Linked DNA regions of Bicyclus anynana: region 1 is linked to region 2. The links are chromatin contacts, called in public Hi-C maps. All regions are on one chromosome and are shown on one strand. The core of a region is the stretch at or near the end of the contact, and the rest is flanking DNA. Distances in the headings are between cores, read along the strand shown.

Region 1 (4,168 bases), core at 335-2,834, 36 kb before region 2:
CTCTTTAACCGACGAACAAGATTACAACTATTTAACATCGATTCTATAGAGACAGTTTTTATAATCGCATTAGATCGTTGATCATATACTTTGACAGAAAAGTAACGTCTAGCGAGGCAGGTCCTATACAATAATTGGTCTGAGTATATAATACATATTATATACAGTTTAATATCTCCACAGTTCCAAACCACTACGAAACCGCGTTGTATATTTTATACATTTTACGTCTATTGAAGAAGCGACCACTTCGAACACCTGACAACAAGTTTACGACAAATAAAAGCGTGAGTAACCCTTTGCTCACCTATGTTGTACAAATAACTTTAGATTAGAATGATGTAGCGCGGTTTACGACCCAAGGCGTTTGCCAATTTTATAACGGTTGAGTTATTGTCCCATTTGAGATGGTTAGACACGAGTATGTTTTCTTACTTGTCTATTTATTTTCTTCATTCGATCTTGGAGAATCAAAGATTGACATGTAACCTATATCGCCGCGCGGTTTCACCCGCGTGGTTTCCATTCCCGTAAGAATACGGGGATGATATATAGCCTATAGCCTTCCTCGATAAATGGGCTATCTAACACTGAAAGAATTTTTCAAATTGGACCAGTAGTTCCTGAGATTTGCGCGTTTAATCAAACAAACAAACAAACGTACTCTTCAACTTTATAATATTAGTATAGATATATATGTATTAGAAAAATCCGTTTATTAGTTTCGGAAATCAGAATGTTTCACTATACATACCTATAAATGTATTTATAAAAACCCTTTTGTTCGTTTTGGAGACAATAATACTGGTATTCGTTTCATATTAGATTACTTTCTTAAATAGCTCTCTCTCTCTCTCTCTCTCTCTAATATGTGTAATGTACTCATTGATAATGTACTGACTGTTCGTAGTGTTGGCAGTGCCAGATAGTTCGTTGATCGCGATTTCGAGTCCATTAGCGCATTTGTAAGCAATATGAAATTATATCAACGACACGTTGCAGCGATGTACGGAATTTAACTCGCAGAAGAGAGAAGATGAAAAAAGAAGCCAAATTAGATAAGCAGCTGCTAAAATAAATAACCCAAAGTAGAGCAATTGAATTTGTTTTGTTTAGGAGCTCCTACTCGCACTATGCGATTCCATCATCATACCAGCTCCATATAATACCATAGTAATGAATTACCACCAAAGGTGTGATACAACGATTGAACTGTAATTTCGTTTTATGGCTGGTGGGAGGCTTCGGCCGTGGCTAGTTTTAGCAATTTAGCGTTCCGGTACGATGATGTGTAAAAACCGAAAAGGGGTGTGGATTTTCATCCTCCTCCTAACAAGTTAGCCCGCTACCATCTTAGACTGCATCATCACTTACCATCAGGTGAGGTTGCAGTCAAGTGCTAACTTGTAAAGAATAAAAAAAAAAATTTTAGCTAACAGTATTACTAGTTGGTTGACAAGTACTCGTAAATAAAAGCTCGTAAAGGTTCAGTCAGTCGGAGACGTCGGAGTATACACGTGGGGGCCCTCGGCACGACGAGGTGGGCACATGGGCACTCCGAGGTCAGGCCTAGGCGGTGCGCTGGGGCTTGGTCGTTGCCCCCGACCGTTGCTTGCTTGCCGGCCTGCGAGCTTGCGGTGCTGCTGGGGTCTTCGGCCGGTCACCGACCCGCCGCAAGGCCGCCCGCATCATCCCCGCTTTCTTGGATTACAACTATATCCATCGCGAAACCCAAGGTTTTTATTTTGACCATCGGAACCTTAATATATTGTATACATAATACCTCCATCTATATATTGAAATTGTTACTCGTATTTAGGTACCTCCCACCTACTAACTAATAACTTTAACTACTAAACTAACGGTATCCTTTTAAGCAATACCTATTTACTAGGAATTTATTTACCTATTTTCTACTAATTAATATTGTTACATATTTACAAGAGCTTAGTCATATTGGCGGTGAAATACATTTATTTTCTAAACATTATATCATAAAAGAAGTAACTTACAAATCGATGAAGATAATTAATTAACGAAACAGTGACAATTAATATTAATTGTTACTGTTTTCAGACTTAGTTACGCTTCTGTGTTTGTTACCTATGTTTTATGTGGTTTACTCTAAATATAACTACTTACATAATAAATGAAAGAGAAAAAAAAGTTTTGATATTATTATATATTCGACATTTTGTATTTAGTAACAAGGTTATTTATTATGGTTCCATCCATAATAGTCAAGTAATTATGACACAATTGTGGTCAATGTATTTACGCATTCAGTTTCCTGTACGCTTACCTACCGACCTAATAAATTAATAATTAATAATTATAATTATACCAGTAACGCTTGCAATAAGAACTACCTATGGAGAAAATAAAAATAATTATATATTTACTTGGATAGGTTTATTTATATTGGATAGGTACTAGGCTCAAGTTTCTAGAATCACCCATACGAGTATTTAACATAAATTGCTTTACATCACTTCGGCCGTGGCTCTCTACAATTTAATATGGATATGGATAATTCAAGTGCGCTTTGAAGAAAGGGCATATAGGTGCAGTGTCCAATATATCCCAACAGGGTAATATTGGCACAGTTTGCAACTTTAGAGCTGACTAAATGTTTGACGCATATTATAGATATCTACCATCGGCGAAAAGTCCATAATATAGGCCGATTCCCGTCGGGTTACCTTTTAAAAAGCAATACATAATAATGAATATGTAAAGATGTAAGAGAAACCGGAGTTATTATCAAGCGGTATGAATTTCCTTCTCTCTGGCACGGCTTACCTTCGTCAAAATTCCATCCTTCGCCACTGGTACCTATGTATATGTATCTCAACGTTGTTAATGTTATTGCTTCTTAAAAGTAAGCTACCTACTGTCATTACTCCTACCGTATCATCGAATGAGATCATAGTAAATCGCTAATCAATATGTACAAAAAAAAATCCAAGACAGCTGATAGAAGATATAATTGACATGATAACGATACGTAATTTAAAAATACTTTAATTACAGTTACTTAAATTAGTATACTCGTATTTACATTATTAGTGGTAAGTTATTCTTGTTAACAATAAAATTAATGCTATTAATATCCATTGTTAAATGGATTTTAAATGCAAAATAAAAATTGACGTTACTACGAAAAGTATGAGATATCAATATTTCTTTTCAAGTTACTAACTAACCACCACATTGGTCTTTTTACCCGACTGCAAGTAGGGTTATGTTTTTCGCGCGTATCTTGTATGTATGTATGTATGTATATATGTATGTATGTATGTATGTAATATTCTTTATTACCTCATACCTTCCAAACCACTGAACGGATTTACGTAATTAGGATATCGTTAGATTTGTCTCAATAACCCAAGTGTTCTTAGATAGGTGAAACTAAAAAAAAAATAACAAGACGACTGTGAGACGCTATAGACTCGAGGTGAAAAAAATTTTTTTTTTTCCTAATATTGCAATATGGGTGTCAAATTGAAGAGCTTTTTGTGAGGATTCTAAAATGGTATATAATGGCCATGTTTAAAAAAAACTACAATTAGAAAAACGGTATTTATTAGTTGTCTATACAAAATACGCGAGGCGGATGACTATAGGTGCGAGCAGGTTTGTGAGGTGAAGTTATAAACTGAACTGACTAAATTAAATATATTGATTATAAAAATCCGCCAAGTGCGAGTCGGATTCGCCCACCGAGCGTTCCGTAGGTTTTTTTGAATATTTGCTTAACCACGGTTGGACGTATAACTTATCGTTCTTTGTAATAAACGTAATAAATAAATCCGAAATTAACCACCTATTGTAACTAAAAAGTGTGAAATAAATAAATTAATTAAACAAATAAAAAAACCCGACTGCATAAAGTATAAAAAAACTGAAAAGAAAAAAAACAAGCTCAGTCCAGAAGTGAAGAAAGCAATTAGAAAACAGTCGGGACCTTAGATATTGGATAGAATGATTTTCTTCTACATTATTTAATAGGTCCCGACTGTTTTCTAATTGCTTTCTACACTTCTGGACTGAGCTTGTTTTTTTTCTTTTCAGTTTTTTTATACTTTATGCAGTCGGGTTTTTTTATTTGTTTAATTAATTTATTAACAAATGTACCTAGTGCCTATTGTATGTCATCGAGAGTAAA
Region 2 (4,663 bases), core at 1,573-4,072:
ACTGCAAAAATCCCCTCTTCGGCTCCTCTACTATTAGCCCTGACATCACAGATCGTTGTGGGTGTGTGTCTTGTACTCAAAAGGCGCACATAATTTATGTGTGTGTATGTCAAGCTGTAATCGGCACTAGTGGCGGCATCGAGAACGCGACCCGGTTCGCCGATCGAGAAAGCATCTACGAAACTCGGTTGAGGCCGCACACTACGGCTTATGCTTATACCACTTGGAAATCTTCGAATTTTTTTTTTATTCGCTCATACGCCTTCACTACAAGTAGGTAGATACTCATTCTGTGGTGCATTAATCAATCTAGGCTAAACACACAATTAACTACAGCATAATCATCATTTATCTACTTTATGTCTACAGATTTAGTTCAATCTAAAGATTTCTCGACTATTGACTGAATAAGAACGTTTATGAAAACACCAAAAAATGTTTATTGCCTAGCATTGATTTGTTTAAATTTCACGGCCACCGTTATGGTAGCATTTTGCCTTGACGGTGAGCCAAGATTTAGTTTCCATTATTAAACTGATTTATATTTATATGCCATACAATAACATGGTAAATCTTTGGATATTTTTACTATTTTATCATTTTAACTATACATTAATTATACATCGCTTAGATTAACATTAACTGAACGAATTCTACTGACGTTTTTATCAATTACTTTGCTTTTGCAAATGATATCTAACAAAAATGGAATTCATCATTAAATACCTGCTGTCATTTATTTGGTTCTTTAGTTTTAAGGTTAATAGCGTTGGAAATTTTTATTCACGTACTTCCACAGGTTTATAAATATACTAGTCGTATAGAGAAATCAAAATCTTTATTCATTAAAATTCAAATATTTTAGCTGGTGGGAGGCTTCGGCCGTGGCTAGTTACCACCCTACCGGCAAAGACGTACCGCCAAGCGATTTAGCGTTCCGGTACGATGCCGTGTAGAAACCGAAAGGGGTGTGGATTTTCATCCTTCACCGATCAAGTTAGCCCGCTTCCATCGTTGACTGCATCATCACTTACCATCAGGTGAGATTGTAGTCAAGGGCTAACTTGTAAAGAATATATAAAAAAAAAAATAACATTGACTTACTTGAAGAATCTATGGTGCATGAGTACATCAAACTAATTTAAAAGTATTAAGGCCGTCCGTGCGATGCCAGGGCGGCCGGCTTGTACATTTTTATTAATTTTATACGCGACCTCTGTTACAGGATTAAACCAATGCTACGCGGCGTACTTCAGTGGCGAACCTCGAAATCTATCGAGGTTTTATAATGGGCACTTCCGTATTCTACGCGCTAAAGTTATCTTTTAAATCAACGGGCGATCCGTTGGTAATCAATTCAAAACATAATTCTCAAGCATATATAGTACCAGTTTTTACATAATATATCCTTAACATTGAACCGTACAACCGTTATTCTTTTTGTTACATCAAAACAACCGTGCTTATCTTAAATTGTTATACAATTATTCCAAAATTTAAAATAATACTCGTAATATAGGTTTAATTTTACTCCATTAATAAGTTAAGTTATTAACTTTACCAATTAAATTCCAAACCCATTTTAATTTTAGTAATTTAAAAAAGATATTTGTTAACTTGAAAGTTAAAACTAAAACCTTAATAGTAATTAAGTGTTTTAAACGCATGTTGAATTAGTCCCACGACAAACAGCACATAATAAATTGGCTTAAAGAGAAAATTACTTTTAAGTCTGATAATTCAAATAAATGGTTTTAGTTTAAGGTATTATTAATTCAAAGCTTTTGATAAAAACACGCATAAGTAATTTTCATAGCAACATTTTTAAATGGGGCATCGGAATCGATTCAGATATAGGTAAGTAAGTACTCAAATAAAGTACACGCGTGTATAAGATTCCCAAGGTTTTTGGAAGTCGGTTAAATATAAAAAATAACAGTAACTGTATCGTAGATAGTGTCTTTATCAAGCCGATACTCGCAATTGCCTAGTTAGTACACGGCAACAAAAACGGGGTCAATTTTGACATCGTAATGCATTTGACCTACATGACAAATGAGTGACGTAGAAAAAAAATTGGGTAAAGTGCTATTCATGAGCATTTGTAGGCTCACTAAGTAGCCTCTTTATTAGATGATATCAGCTACATTCACATTGTGTGGACTAGAGAAGAGCGCATAGTTAAGTGAGGAAACGGTCTTAAATTGTATAGATGATTGGCGAAGTTAGTCAACGTTTTTTTTATGTCACAGATTCGCGTTGATCACTTTATGGTAAATGGTATAATATGAAACGTTCTTTCATAGAAGAGATAAACTGAAACTTAAGATTTAGGAAACACAGGGTCTAGGGCAGACTTAATAATAAAATCAACATTGTCAATCGATGGTCGTCCACTGCTGGACATAAAACTTGACCCGATAATAAAATACGAGTAGCTTGAGATAACAATGAAATATAACGATATAAAGCCCCTGTCCTTAATTAATTAGTACAAATAAGTCAATTTCTTGTACCAATTGTACTCACTTAGTTTTAATTTCTAAGCTAGGAAGTTCTAATCTAAAGCTACAAATTAATTCTAACAATAATAACACTAACGTATACAGACTAGCAAAACTTCACGGTTATACCCGAGTGTATACAATGTTTCCTCTTTAAAATATTAGTGTATATATAATAGATAGAAGATAATAATAAAATAATATTTCATTAAAACAACTAATGCGGCCAGTGTCGGTTTCGGGTCACACTATACGCGGTAAGGGGCACAAGGTAAAAGATGGTACATTGAAAGCGGCCTTAAGCCCAATAGCGAGCTGCGACCGTGTCGCTTCCTATTGGCGTGGAGGCGACAATGCCGGCACTGCCTCCGACTGCTCTGCTGCGAAGGTGACAGAATCGCAAAGGTCGATCACCACTTGATTTTAGTTCCAGCCCCTGTATTCTGTGTCACGCTGTGACAACGTTCGTTCCCATGGTAACTTCGTTGTTAGTGACATTTTAATTTTGACATCCTCTAAACAAAAAGTTCAAATGTTTAAAATTTTCTATTTCTAATGTAATCTTTGCATTATGTCACTTTCGCGAATCTAAACTGAACCATAAATTATTCAAAATCCAAGTTTGGACATTGAAATTTATTTATAAAACGCACGATACGACCTCAACAATAACAACTTTTCTTTATCGAAGTGGGGATTGCGGCCGACATTCTAATAAAAATTCAGTGAATGATGTGCGTTAATTGCGTTGCTATTTTTATTTCATATCTCACCCGAGATATGAACTTTGAATATGAAATCTTGAAATTGTTCAGAAGTGGGATTTTCTCACCAGACATCCCATGAATGTGTCTAGTATGTATTATTACCCTCGCGTTAGTGTTATGCGTTTTACAATATCTAATCAAAAATTATCTACTCAAATTTTACAAGAAATTTTGTATAGTACTTTCTTGTAAACGAGAGCTACTGCGGCCATGAAAACACAATTAATTATGTTTCCGGAATAAGTAGGTATGATGTGAGTGTGACTTTTGTTTAACATCGATACACCTGTTTCTTTTTCTGTTTAAATTTTTGTCTGTCTTAATTAATTTTTAGGTAAATTTTACAACGGTATTTTACTATGAAACAGAAATATGAAGCAAATCATCGATCATAAAATTTGGTTCTACGATTGCGACGACGTTATTATACATAGGTAAAACATTAATATACAAATACTAGCTTGTAGTTAAGTTCTATCTACAAACACCAAATGAAAATACTATTAGCATCAATGTTTTAAGATCACCGAACCATAAATCGGTAGGCAGTGACCCCAAAATCACTAAACAAGAGTAAGGGAGGGAAACACAAACGTTCGAGTTTTACGGGTCAATCGGCACCGCGAGCGGGTTTAGGGCCAACGGGGGAGGACCCTGACACAGATCCCGAAGCGTCAGCGGAGCGCCGCGGAGGCCTCGAGATTCGGTTGTTATAATATCATCGATTCTTCGAAGCACAATTTCGTGTTTCGCTCAAAATGGGTCACCACGCCTCTTCGTGAGCACAGAGTGCGTCGCGATGTCCCCGTCCTGAATTGCCACCTCGGCAAATTAACGTGCCACAGAACCATGTTCCAAATCGACTAATCGGTCATTTGCTACTTTCGAGACAGTTATTTGAACATACGTGTATTCGTCAAACCCCAATTACTTTCAGTCGGCTTTGTGTACCGAGTTTAAAATATACAAGTACATTATATTGTTTTCATTTACTTAGATATGCACATGCAATACATACGAAAACGATAAGCATTACAAACTCGTTCCATTTAGACATATTTTGAAAAGCATGTCTGTTTAAAATTTAAATCATATTTAAAAATGCATTGAGAAATAAACAAGTAGGTACAGCTAAAATACCTTAGTTAAAATGTAAACTCAGAAAACAAAGAGGTTCTTGTATTATTATTAATAAATGGTTTAACTCGCATTAACATGGACATAACACGGTTATAGCATAATCTAAAAATTAGGCATTTGCGACTAGGGAGTGTCCCACTACAGATGATTTATGATAAAGATTGTACAGCACTGGCAACGTTAGACGGAAACCATGACATTTACTAACAGTTACACAATGAATACGTTAAGGTTTCAAATAATAGAGCAATA

Evidence for each region. Hi-C and Micro-C count contacts between places; a contact is called where the count stands out from the background.
Region 1: a Hi-C map of whole larva shows a contact between it and region 2, with 2.4 times the contacts expected there. The contact joins two enhancer-like sites. A contact is called at or near these places in 2 of 2 Hi-C or Micro-C datasets (whole body and whole larva).

Annotation. Positions count from the first base shown.
Region 1 is chr12:10,459,572-10,463,739 of ilBicAnyn1.1, reverse strand. All of the region lies in intron 3 of LOC112054017 (protein roadkill), which reads right to left. Among protein-coding and RNA genes, the nearest start is that of LOC112054018, 21 kb to the left of the region's middle. Within about 2 kb of position 1,584, at least 8 of the 8 cell types and tissues checked have open chromatin away from gene starts, as enhancers often do.
Region 2 is chr12:10,424,775-10,429,437 of ilBicAnyn1.1, reverse strand. All of the region lies in intron 2 of LOC112054017 (protein roadkill), which reads right to left. Among protein-coding and RNA genes, the nearest start is that of LOC112054017, 39 kb to the right of the region's middle. Within about 2 kb of position 2,822, at least 4 of the 8 cell types and tissues checked have open chromatin away from gene starts, as enhancers often do.